2 separate regions of the Sus scrofa genome follow, and region 1 is linked to region 2. A link is a contact called in public Hi-C data. All regions are on one chromosome and are shown on one strand. Each heading gives the region's core, a stretch centred on a gene start, on an enhancer-like site or on the middle of the called end of the contact. The rest is flanking DNA. Distances are from core to core; before and after follow the strand shown.

Region 1 (5,349 bases), core at 1,401-3,900, 120 kb after region 2:
TTTTTTTGGGTTTGTCAGTCTCCTTAGGGCCGCACCCATGGCATATGGAGGTTCCCAGGCTAGGGGTGAATCAGAGCTGTAGCCGCCAGCCTACACCACAGCCACAGCAACGCTGTGAATCTGAGCCACATCTGCAGCCTACACCACAGCTCCCAGCAACACCGGGTCCTTAACCCACTGAGCAGCTCAGGGAGGGAACCCACGTCCTCATGGATACTAGTCAGATTCATTTCCACTGAGCCACAATGGGAACTCCCTTTACTGCCTTTCGTAAAGCCATAGGATTTATGAGTGTCAACATCCACTTTAACATTTGCCATCAATCTTGAGAAATATCTGAGCCATGCTAACCCCAAGAAGCATACCATGTAATTTCTAGGCATATATTCATGGTATATGAATGTGAACAATTCACATACCAGAGAGTATTAAAGGGCCCAGGACTCTGAACACCTGGCTTAGTATCAGCTCTACTGCACACTTTGAAAAAAATTATGACCATTACATGGGCCTCCCGTTGGAAGGAGAAGACTAGATGGCGCATCTAGGTTTGTTTTGTTTTTTCAGTAGTGGGCCCTGAGCGGAACCGTGAATTTTTCAGTCATTGCTGAAGAGCATCAGAAGAGTTGGCCCACTGTGGGCAGTTGTTTTGAACAGGAGTTCAGAGCCTGGTCTCTGGACACAGGACAATCTTCCTTTGCAAGTGACCTTCACACCCTCTCAGTGCAGGATTATGATAATTGATATAATAACAATGGCAGGCACCTAACCTCGTTAAGAACAAAGACACAGAACTCCTGGCCGTTGTCTATACAGTCATTCTTACCCCACCCTCACCTTCCATATAAGTGAAATTCTGAGTTAGCCAGTTCTGTTCCAGGATTTGGTTATGAAGAACTGGGATCAGATTTCGAAAGGGTCTGAAAAAATTGCACAGTGTAACCAATTTAAGTTAGAAATGGGAAAGGCTGGTTCTTGAAATAAAGATTAAGGAAGAGACATGGTAAAGATAAGGACCAATCAGCTAGGTCAGAATTTCTCCCAACACTTTTTTTGGGAGGGTAAGGGTGCGGTCTGCGCAGAATGAAGGGGGGGGTTAAGATATTTTCCACGAATTAATAATCCACTTCCCTATCTATCTGTCCTCAATTTTTTTTTCTGTCTCCTCATTAGAGGCCAGGCCATGTGTCAGTCTCTACTTACATTCACATTATATTACCATTTATCTGGCATTTATGAGCCAGATTGTGAGAAGCACTTAGGGATAGGAAACTGAGATTTAGGAAGTTAAAAATGAAATAATTCCACTAGTGAGGGGATCGGGTCAGGAATGACCCTCTCATTCAATAAATACTTATGAAGTGCATCCTCTGGAATTCCCGGCGTGGCTCAGGGGCTAACGAATCTGACTAGGAACCATGAGGATGCAGGTTTGATCCCTGGCCTCGCTCAGTGGGTTAAGAATCCAGCCTTGCAGGGAGCTGCGGTGTAGGCTGCAGACCTGGCTCGGATCCTATGCTGATGTGGCTGTGGCTGTGGTGTAGACCAACGGCCACAGTTCTGATTCAATCCCTAGCCTGGAAACCTCCACATGCCGCAGGCGCGGCCCTAAAAAGCAAAGAAAGTGCCTCCTCTGTGCCAGCCATGCTACGACCCTAGGATGTAGCCACGATCTGGACAAGGTCCCTTTCCTCACAGACACCATCCACCTTCTGGTGAGAGAGACAGAAAAAAGCCAACCAACAAGGAAGTAACTGCCATGGGGCCCCGGCTGCGCCAGCATTAACCGCTACGGCGTCTCTGGGGACCGCGGTCCCCCCTTCCCCCCCGCCCCCCCAGCCTGGGTCCTGACTTTACCATTCCGTCTGTCCTCGGCCCCAGGCGCGCGGGGGGCGGCCCGGAGCCGGCTGGTCAGCAGGCGACGTCCAGGGCCCAGCGACCTGCGCCGGGAGCCGCCAGAGGCCGGGCGGAGGGCAGCGAACGACGGACGGGCAGCTGGACGTCGGGCCACAGGAGGGTCCTGGGACTCGACAGGCCGCTGGCAGCACTCACCGCCTGGGCGACGGCTGGCCCAGCGCCACCCACGCCGCCAGCCCCTCCGCCCCGGTGACCCCCGTCGGGCCTCGGGACTGTCCGGTCCAAGGCGACCCCAGCCCAGCCCCCGGACTCTCTCGGCCCGACCTGGGACGCTCCCGAGGTGACCCTGACCCTACCTCCCGACCCGCCTGCCTGCGGCCTCGGACCCCAGAGCTGCGCCCCGCGACCGCGGCCACGCCCAGAGGTGCTGGGCCTTCCTGCCCACCTCTCGGCTTTCTAGAACCTTCCTCGCCCTCCGTCCACCCCTCAGGGCCTCGAACACCTAGCGATGTCCGCGCCAGGCCTAAGGGCGCAAAGCGCCCTCCCTCCGTGAAGAGAAGGACCCTCGTGCCCGACGAAAGACACTGCAAGGGAGGGAAACGGAGGCCCACCAGGGAAATGGGAGGGTCCTGCCTGACCACTTCAGCCGCCCGCCTGGAGGCCACACCGTTCGCCTCACAGGCCAAGCCCTCGCCCCGCGTCGCGCGCCCCCTGCCGGCCGTACCCCTCCCAACCCCCCGCGGGCGCGGAGCACTGCGCAGGCGCAAGCAGGGGCGGAGCGGGGAGGGGTCCCAGGGCGGGCCGGGCACCCGCAGGGGAAGCCTGCAACGCATGCGCGAGCCGGCCGGCGCGCCCCCTGCAGGAGCCCGAGTGGACGCGTCCTCCAGCTGCCTCGGGTCGCCGGCGCCCCCTCCCCGCTGCGGCGGCCTAGCAGCTGTCAGCAGTGGTCGCCGCAGCCGCCGCGAGGCCAGAGCAGGGCCGGAAGCCGAGGGAGGGGACCCCGCGAGAGGGCAGCGCGCCGGCCATCGCCGCCCGGGTGCTGAGGGTCGGTGAGTGCCGCCAGGACCCGCTGCTCGCGCGCGCTGGCTCCCAGGGCTCTTGGCTCCCGGCTCCGGGGCCGCTTCCCCGCCCGGGCCACCCTCCCCACCGCGGGCCGCCCCGGTCCCTGTCCGGCCCCTACCGTGGCCCTGCCCTGCCCGCACCCCCCGGCGCCGCCCCAGCAGGTGCATCTCTGCGCAGTGCCAGGCCGCCCTGACTCAGGCTTCCCCTCGGCCCTGGTCTGTCTCTGGGCGTGTCCCCATCCTCTCAGGCAGCTCCTCCAAGCCGGCCCTTCTTGGAGAAACTTAATCTTCCTGGAGTTGCAATCACTGCGGCATCCTTTGTGCCATGCCCGAGCAGGGTGGGCAGACTCCTACCACGTCAAACCCCGCAGGCGTTCACCGGCCGACACTTTGAGCACTTGCCTGCCAAAGCCGTGCAGCATCCCAGGCTGGGGAGCCGAGGCAGGGCCGCCAAGGCTGCTGCTGGCTCATGTCTTGGTGCAGAGATTCCCAGTGTTGGTGGGAATGCTTCCCCATAATCGAGTCCGCCCTGCTCGAAAATCCTCCTTCTCGTGGCCTCAGGGTGGGGGGCCAGGGGTCCACTGTTAGTGGTGGGCGTTGCGTGTGGACAGAAGGAAGGGCAATGACTGATCTAGACAGAGGGGCCTCCCACAGCGCTGATGCCCACGGTCAGTCTGTTTGGTATGAAATTGTGTGTACACAGGAATTGTCTCTTTTCTGAAGTAGATTCTGAGCTTCATGAGGGCAGACACTGTCTGCTGCATGTGGGCTTAGGACAGATGCTTGGTGCCTATTTGTTGCATGAGTGAATGCCCCTTGTCACTTCCTTGGTCGCTGCCTAATTAAAACCATTACCTTATAGGGTTATTTCTGCTTGTTTGCCTCTTTGCCTCCTGAGCTGTGAGCTCCCCAGAGGCACAGATTGTCCCTTGCTGGGGCTTGCCTTGCTCGCGCGTCTCCATGACAGGCCCGCAAGGAAGCCTTGTGGACGGAGGGGCTGAGCCCCTGTGACAGTGTGCAGACCCGGGCAGGGTGCAAGTGGAAGAGTTAGCTCTTTTCTCCTGAGCAACTGTATCATTTCATTCAAAACATCTTGATGCTGCCCTTTGTAAACCTGAAAAGATTGGGAATGTTTTCCTCTAGAAAGTTGGCATCTTTGGAAATGGAAAAGAAAGGGAAAAGAGAGAAAAGTAGGAGCCGCGCCAAGCCCCCCACCCCTTTAACTTCTGAGAGGATTTTAAAAAATCCTCCAAGGGAACTCTTTAAAATTGAACATGTGCAGAGTTGCCATTGTGGCTCAGCGGTTAATGAACCCAACAAGCATCCATGAGGACGCGGCCTCGCTCGGTGGGTTAAGGCTCCAGCGTTGCCGTGAGCTGCGGTGTAGGTCCCGGGTGCGGCTCGGATCCCGCGTGGCTGTGGCTCTGGCGGAGGCCGACGGCTGTGGCTCCGATTCGACCCCTAGCCTGGGAACCTCCGTATGCCACAGGTGTGGCCCTAAAAAGACATGACAATAAATAAATAAAATAAAATTGAACACTTGCTGGAGTTCCCTGGTGGTGCAGAGGGTTGAGGATCTGGCATTGTCACTGCTGTGGCTTGGGTTGCAGTTGTGACATGGGTTGGATCCCTGGCGCTGAAGTTTGGATGCTGTGGGTGGGGCCAAATAAATGAACAGTAAATAAATAAAATTGAGCATTGGCTTTACTATATCCAACAAACAGGATGACATCATTCCTTCTCTAGGGTGATCTGCTATTCTGATAAAACAGCCTTTTGGAACAAGAGAGGGGAGCACAAGTTGTTTTTTAAAAGTCGCTAGTTTTCTGCAGAGCATATGCCAGGCAGTTCCAAGGGAACCTGTTTTGATTTTGTCTCAACTGGGAAGGCCCAAGTAAGACTCCCTGGCTGGCAGTTTCTTCTCCATCCCTGCTTCCTGAAATAGCAGTAGACTCCTCTGCTGTTGAGTCTCTTGAGGGGGAACATTCTAGAACTCGGGGGAGAATGACGGACAAGGCTGTGTGCACAGTTGAGGACCTTAGGATGGAGCCGTTAAGGTGATTAATGCACGGGTAAGTGACATAGGACAGAGTGAAACAAGTGCTGTACAAGACGTCCGGAAAAGCTGCTGTGCGTGTGCAGAGGTGGAGCGAAGGTTTTCGACAGGAGTAGAAGGTCTCACCCCGGCTGATGTTAGAATCACAGGGAAAGCGTTGCATGCCCAGACCACAGCCCAGAATCTCCAGGGGGCGGACCTCAGGCATCCGTTTCTGTTCTAAAGCACACCAGAAGGTTCCATTGTGCGGCCAAGACAAGGAACCAGTGAGCCAGACTGGGCTGTCAGTGGCTGCTTCACAGAGGGGCTGGGACTGGTCTGGGAACTGGTAGGTGGGACCTCAGAAAGTCGAGGCAGGGATGGAGGGTGATACTT
Region 2 (5,148 bases), core at 886-3,385:
CAAATATATACATATATAAATAAGGAAAAGCACTTCAAAGTGCTTCCACTGGTAGACAGGCTCTTGACAAGGAATAAGCAGCTGGGGAAAGACCTCAACACCAGCATCATAAACACAGCCACATCCACTAGCAGGCCTGTGCATTCCAGGCACACGCTAACCCAACAACCTGTGCCTCTTAGACAACCTCTGGCCTTTACTGTCAGCTCAGCAAGTGTTCAACCAGGAAGCCCACCATCCATCTTTTCCCTTACTGAGTGAAGTCACAAGGCCACCAGCACCCTTGCCGCGACGGGACCTTGACCAGGTGCAGCCTGTCCCTGACCTCCAGCGGTGCTTACTCAAGGCTCAGAGAGCTCAGCGCCCAGGGCCCTGTGGAAATGCTTCTGTTCCCTGGCACTGTGTCCGTTCCAAAGGGGGCACGCACCACACCAGGCTCACACGGCTGGATAGATACCTAGGCAGGCGGGCCGGCTGTCATCCTGGAGCCAGCGGAGGGCCGGGGCGGGCGCTGCTGCAGGTCTTCGAAGGCAGAATGTTATCAGAGAATCTGTTGCAAGTGTTGAGTCCAGAAGCGGATTTCCTTCCCCGCAGAGACGGAAAGCGCCCCAAGGAAGGAGTGACACAGAGACAGCTCTTTCCGACCGCCGCCACGCCCGGAGCCGGTCGGCGCGCGGACACAGCCTGGTGGGGGGCGCTGGCTCTGCCCCCGGGGGGATGTCCGGCGGGGCGGGGTCGAGATCAGCCCCGGCCCCACGTCCCGCCCAGGCCGGCGCTCGGTCCGCGGGGAGCTGGCAACGCCAGGCAGACGGCTTCGGGCCCCGGATGCGCGGGCCCCAGACCCCGGACCCGCGCGCCGGCCGCCCCGCCGCGCGCCGGGTCTCGGACAGAGGCCCCGCAGCCAGGCCCCCACGTCCCCTCCCTCAGCACACCGGGGCCGCGATGACAGCCCCCCACCCGGCCCCGCCGCCCCCGCGGTCTCCGCGCCGGGCCGTCTCGCTTCCGCCCGCCCGGCCGCGCGCCCACCTCCGCCCACCCGCGCCGGCCGCGCACCCACCTCCGCCCGCCGCGCCGCTTTCTCCTCAGCTTGCCGAGAGATCGAGCGCCCGCCTTTCTGCGCACGCGCGCACGCGGCCCCGCCCCAGCCGAGACGCGCCGCCAGCTGCCCACCCGGGGCGCCCGCTGGTCTCCGCTGCATCGGGCTCTGGGCATGCGCGCTGACGCCCCGCGGCAAGGCGGCAGGAGCATGCGCCAGCTGTGCGTGGGTCCCAGTGCGAGGAATGCGAGTACGCGCGCTGCCCCCCGCCCGCGGGCGCGAGAGAGTGGACGGGGGCGGGGGGGCTGACCCGCTTAGCAGCCGGCGAGGCGGGAGGCATCTGGGGAGTCTGCAGGGCTGCCCGCGGGAGCCGCTGTCGCTCCGGATCACGCGTAGACTTAGGGACGCGCGTCCGCTTGGGCACGTCGTCCGATCCGGAGCGGGCGAAAGGTGCAGGGGGTCCTCGGGGAGGGACGTGAGAGGCTGAGAGAGACAGCCAGATGGAGACAAGGGACAGGGACACAACAGGCCAAAAAAGAGGTAGAGTCGCAGCAGGGACAGGGACACGGACTCCCAGCAGGCAGAGGTGACAAGCGGGTCAGACGGGAACCAGAGGCCACCATCCTCGTTGGGGGAGGAGTTACAGCGCCCTCTGCTTATCCTCAGAGAGGGTGGGAGAGCCAGTGTCACCGAGCCCCGTGGGGGTCCAGAGGCGTCTGTCGTGGCCACAGTGCCTCTTGGGGAGTCAGAGCGCTCTTTGGCGGAACACAGTCCGTGGAATCACAGCAGCCCTTAGGGTGTTCTCGCTTTCTGTGGGTCCTGGCATCACAAAGGGGTACGTAAATGTTGGGGGTGTCACTTTTAGGAAGGTGGGACTTCTGAGGGACCACGACATCCCAGGGTGGGGTTGGTAAGGCAGCCCTTGGAGTGTTCGCAGAGCCTCTAAGTTCCGGCCCACAGGGGGTTCACGGCCCTCTGGGGGTATCCTTGTGTCCCTTGGAAGCCGCAGGTAGCTCGGGGTGGGGGGGGCGGGCAAGGAGTCGTCTTAATGACAGCTGCCCAAGCAGGCCTCGAAGCCGCTCTTAGGGGCTAGCACATCCCTCTTTGTTGGGACGGGGGTGTCGTTGCGTCTGTCACACTCCTGGGCAGAAGCTCAAGGCACCGAGGGAGGCGCGGGGCAAGGTCGGGGGCTGGTGGGGCAGATGGAGATTCGCGCGACACAAGCAATGACTCCTCGGTAGGCGGATACACTGCAAGAACGTGCGCCTTGATGTGTGGGAACCGCCCCGCCGGCCCCCACCCGGCCAGTGGGGTCAGGCCGTCCCGCAGCGCCCCCGCCGTTCGCGCCGCTGAAGCCTCCGGAGGCGCCGCGTCCACGCATCCCGCCAGGGCAGCACGAGGCTTCCGCGGGCGGCACTGAGACCGGGCCCCCGGCCCCCGGGCCCCCGACTGCGGCCCCCGGCCCGCCCCCCAGCAGCAGGTAGTGGCGGCCCGGCAGTAGGCGCGGGCAGCCGCAGGCTGCGTCCCGAGCCGGCACCCACAGGGCGCTGCTCCCGCGCCGCGCGCGCTCCTCGCCGCTCCGGAACACGGCGAGCACGGCCACCGGGAAGCGTGTCCAGGAGCCGCGCGCCTCGCCGCGCGCGCCCACAGCCACCTGCACCGCTGCGAGGGAGGTGAAAGGGGCGGGGTCAGGCGAAGCGGGGCGGGGCCGGGCCGCGCAGAGGAGCACCCGGCGCGGCGCCCGCGAGGGTCGGAGGGGGTGGCGGAGAAGCACCGAGAGGCCAAGGGGGCTGACGGGGCGGGGGCCGGAGACAGCGGAGGATCTGAGGGGTGGGGGATGGCCTCGGGACCCAGCGAGGGTCAGGACGCCCCACAAGGAAAGTAGGGCAAGGTGAGGAGGCTGGGGGCAGGAGGCCTGCGGGCGGCCTACCATAGTCCTTCCTGCAGAACTTCTTCAGGCTGATGCGGTAGCTACCACGGGCGGGTTTGCAGTGCAAGTCACAGTCTGGGAGGAGGGTGCGGGAGGAGGTTGGCACAGATGCCCATCTCTTTCCCTCACCCTCTCTTCCTCCCCTCCTGGAATCCATAGCCCCCTCCCCGCATGGACCTGCCCCTCTGGGACCTCCACTCACCTTGGGGCTCCACGGGGTTGCTCTCCTCAGTCGGTCCAGGGACAGGGGTCTCTGTGGGGGATGGGATAATGGCCTGCATTTGAGCGGGCCGGGGGCGGGGGTGGGGTCTGCAGGACCCAGGGGACAGGCAGACAGCAGCATGGAGCTGGGGGTGCCCTGGGCTGAGGTGTTCTAAGCAGGGCAGTGCCACTCACTAACGCAGGGTGCTACTGGAGAGCGGCTCTGCTGGAAGCCAGGGGCACAGCGGTTGCAGGTAAGGCCAGTGACGCCGTCCTTGCAGGGACACTGGCCTGTGGTCTGGTTGCAGGTTTTGCCAGCAGCACCAACAGGGTGACAGTCACAGGCTGAGGATAGAAGTGGGATGGTCAGAAGCCCATCTGGGGATGTGGAAAAGTGGAGGGCGAGGGTGTGTGGGTGGCTGATGGCAGGCTCACCCCTGCAAGCACGGCGGTCACTCAGGGCACGGCCCGGGTCTCGATAGAAGCCCTCCCGGCAGTAGTGGCAGTGCCGACCGGCGGTATTGTGCCGGCAGTTGAGGCAGACCCCGCCACTGCGGCGGCCGGACAGTCGATACAGCTCCATGTTGAAGCGGCAGCGGCGGGCATGGCCATTGCAGGAGCAAGCTGCAGGGAAGGATGAGTCAGGGACAAGGCGGCCCAGTCTGAGATCCCCGGGCCACCCTCCAAGGCCTCACCAAGGCAGGCGTGGGCTTCCCGGGCAGTGGCCCGCTGCCATGGCCTGTCGCAGTAGAAAGGCTTGCATCGGCCGCAGTCGGGGCCCTCGGTGCCATGCCGGCAGTCGCAGATCAAGTGGCCCTGGGTGTCCAGCAGGCACTTGGAGGCATGTCCATTGCATTTGCAGCGCCCGCCCACCTGGAGCTCAGTGGCTGAATAAGAGTAAGAAACCACGGCCGCAGCGTCCCTCGTGTCCCCCAGTACTGTAGGCCTTGTGAGCACCACCTGAATGTCTGTGGCGGTCACCCAGTCTTGGAGCACTGGGCTGCTGTCCAGATCCAGGCCTGGTGGGCTGCCGTCCTGCACGCTGAAGGCTAGAAGGCCACCACCGTCAGGCTGGGCCTGGGGCTCAGGGAAGCACAGGGCTTCAGGCCCCGGGCCGGCTGGGCCATCCACGGGGGCAGGCAAACGGCCGTAGTCCAGGCCACAGCGGGAGGAGAAGAAGCCGAGTGGGGCCCAGCTTCGGCCATGGTCCTGCGACTTGAGCAGGGCCACGGAGGTGGGGGGTGCCGAGCAGAAGCGCAAGCTCACGAACACCAGCTCGAAAGCCTTGCCGAGGGGCACTGTGAGGGTCACGTTGAGGGGCACCTGCGTCAGCGAGTCCGACCGCCAGCACACAGGGCTCGCGGTGCCCCCCGCGGAGGTCAGGAGGGCGGCCGGGTGTGCTCGGCGCGGGTCCGAAGCGTCGCAGGCCCGCGTGGCCGGCCGCCCGCACGTGCTGGACGCCAGCACCTCGCGGCCCAAGGCCGCGTTCACCAGGCCGGGCACGCAGCCGCGGGGCGCGCCCCCCTCGTCATGGCAGGGGTCCGCGGGCGCCGGCGGCCCTGGGCTCAGCGCGGCCGAGAGCGTGCCCGCGGTCAGCAGCAGCCCCCAGGGCCAGCCGGGCATGGCCGGAGCCGCCGTGGATCAGCCGGCCGGTCGGGGCCCCGCCCCGCTCCCCTCGGGAGAGAAAGTCCGGTCCGAGGCGCTGCAGTGCCAAGCGACCCGAGCCCCCGGGTGGCCCCAGCCGGGGTCCAGAGGTGGGCGCAGCCGCGGGGACGCCCCGGGCCGAGCGGAGCAGCGGGGACGTCGGCGCGCCCTCCCGCTGGGCCTGGAGCCTTGACAGGCGTCGCCCCCGCCCGCAGAGGCCCCACCCGCCGCCCGCCGCTCGCACTCACCCACCGAGGGGCCGGGTCGAGCAGGTCTCCCGGCCTCCCGGGACGGGCCGAGGGCGGGCGGGGCCTGGGGCGACCCGGCCGCCGCCTTC

Evidence for each region. A called contact is a pair of places that touch in the nucleus more often than the background predicts.
Region 1: a Hi-C map of subcutaneous adipose tissue shows a contact between it and region 2, with 2.3 times the contacts expected there. The contact joins the promoter of ABCA3 here to the promoter of TBC1D24 in region 2. A contact is called at or near these places in 2 of 5 promoter capture datasets (fetal liver and liver), 2 of 47 Hi-C or Micro-C datasets (heart right ventricle and subcutaneous adipose tissue) and 2 of 2 datasets of contacts at active chromatin or transcription factors (alveolar macrophages and skeletal muscle).

The regions. Positions count from the first base shown.
Region 1 is chr3:39,686,483-39,691,831 of Sscrofa11.1, forward strand. ABCA3 (ATP-binding cassette sub-family A member 3) reads left to right here and starts at 2,651. Exons shown (of 35, transcript XM_005655176.3): 1 at 2,651-2,906. LOC102159543 (a long non-coding RNA gene) reads right to left here. Exons shown (of 2, transcript XR_298208.3): 2 at 4,605-5,349.
Region 2 is chr3:39,570,182-39,575,329 of Sscrofa11.1, forward strand. It overlaps TBC1D24 (TBC1 domain family member 24), which reads right to left and starts at 2,136. Exons shown (of 10, transcript XM_021086761.1): 1 at 1,058-2,136. NTN3 (netrin-3) reads right to left here. Exons shown (of 7, transcript XM_021086754.1): 1 at 3,863-5,148; 2 at 3,603-3,791; 3 at 3,363-3,512; 4 at 3,169-3,219; 5 at 2,967-3,041; 6 at 2,480-2,698; 7 at 2,249-2,477. The coding sequence starts at 4,790. The coding sequence ends at 2,350.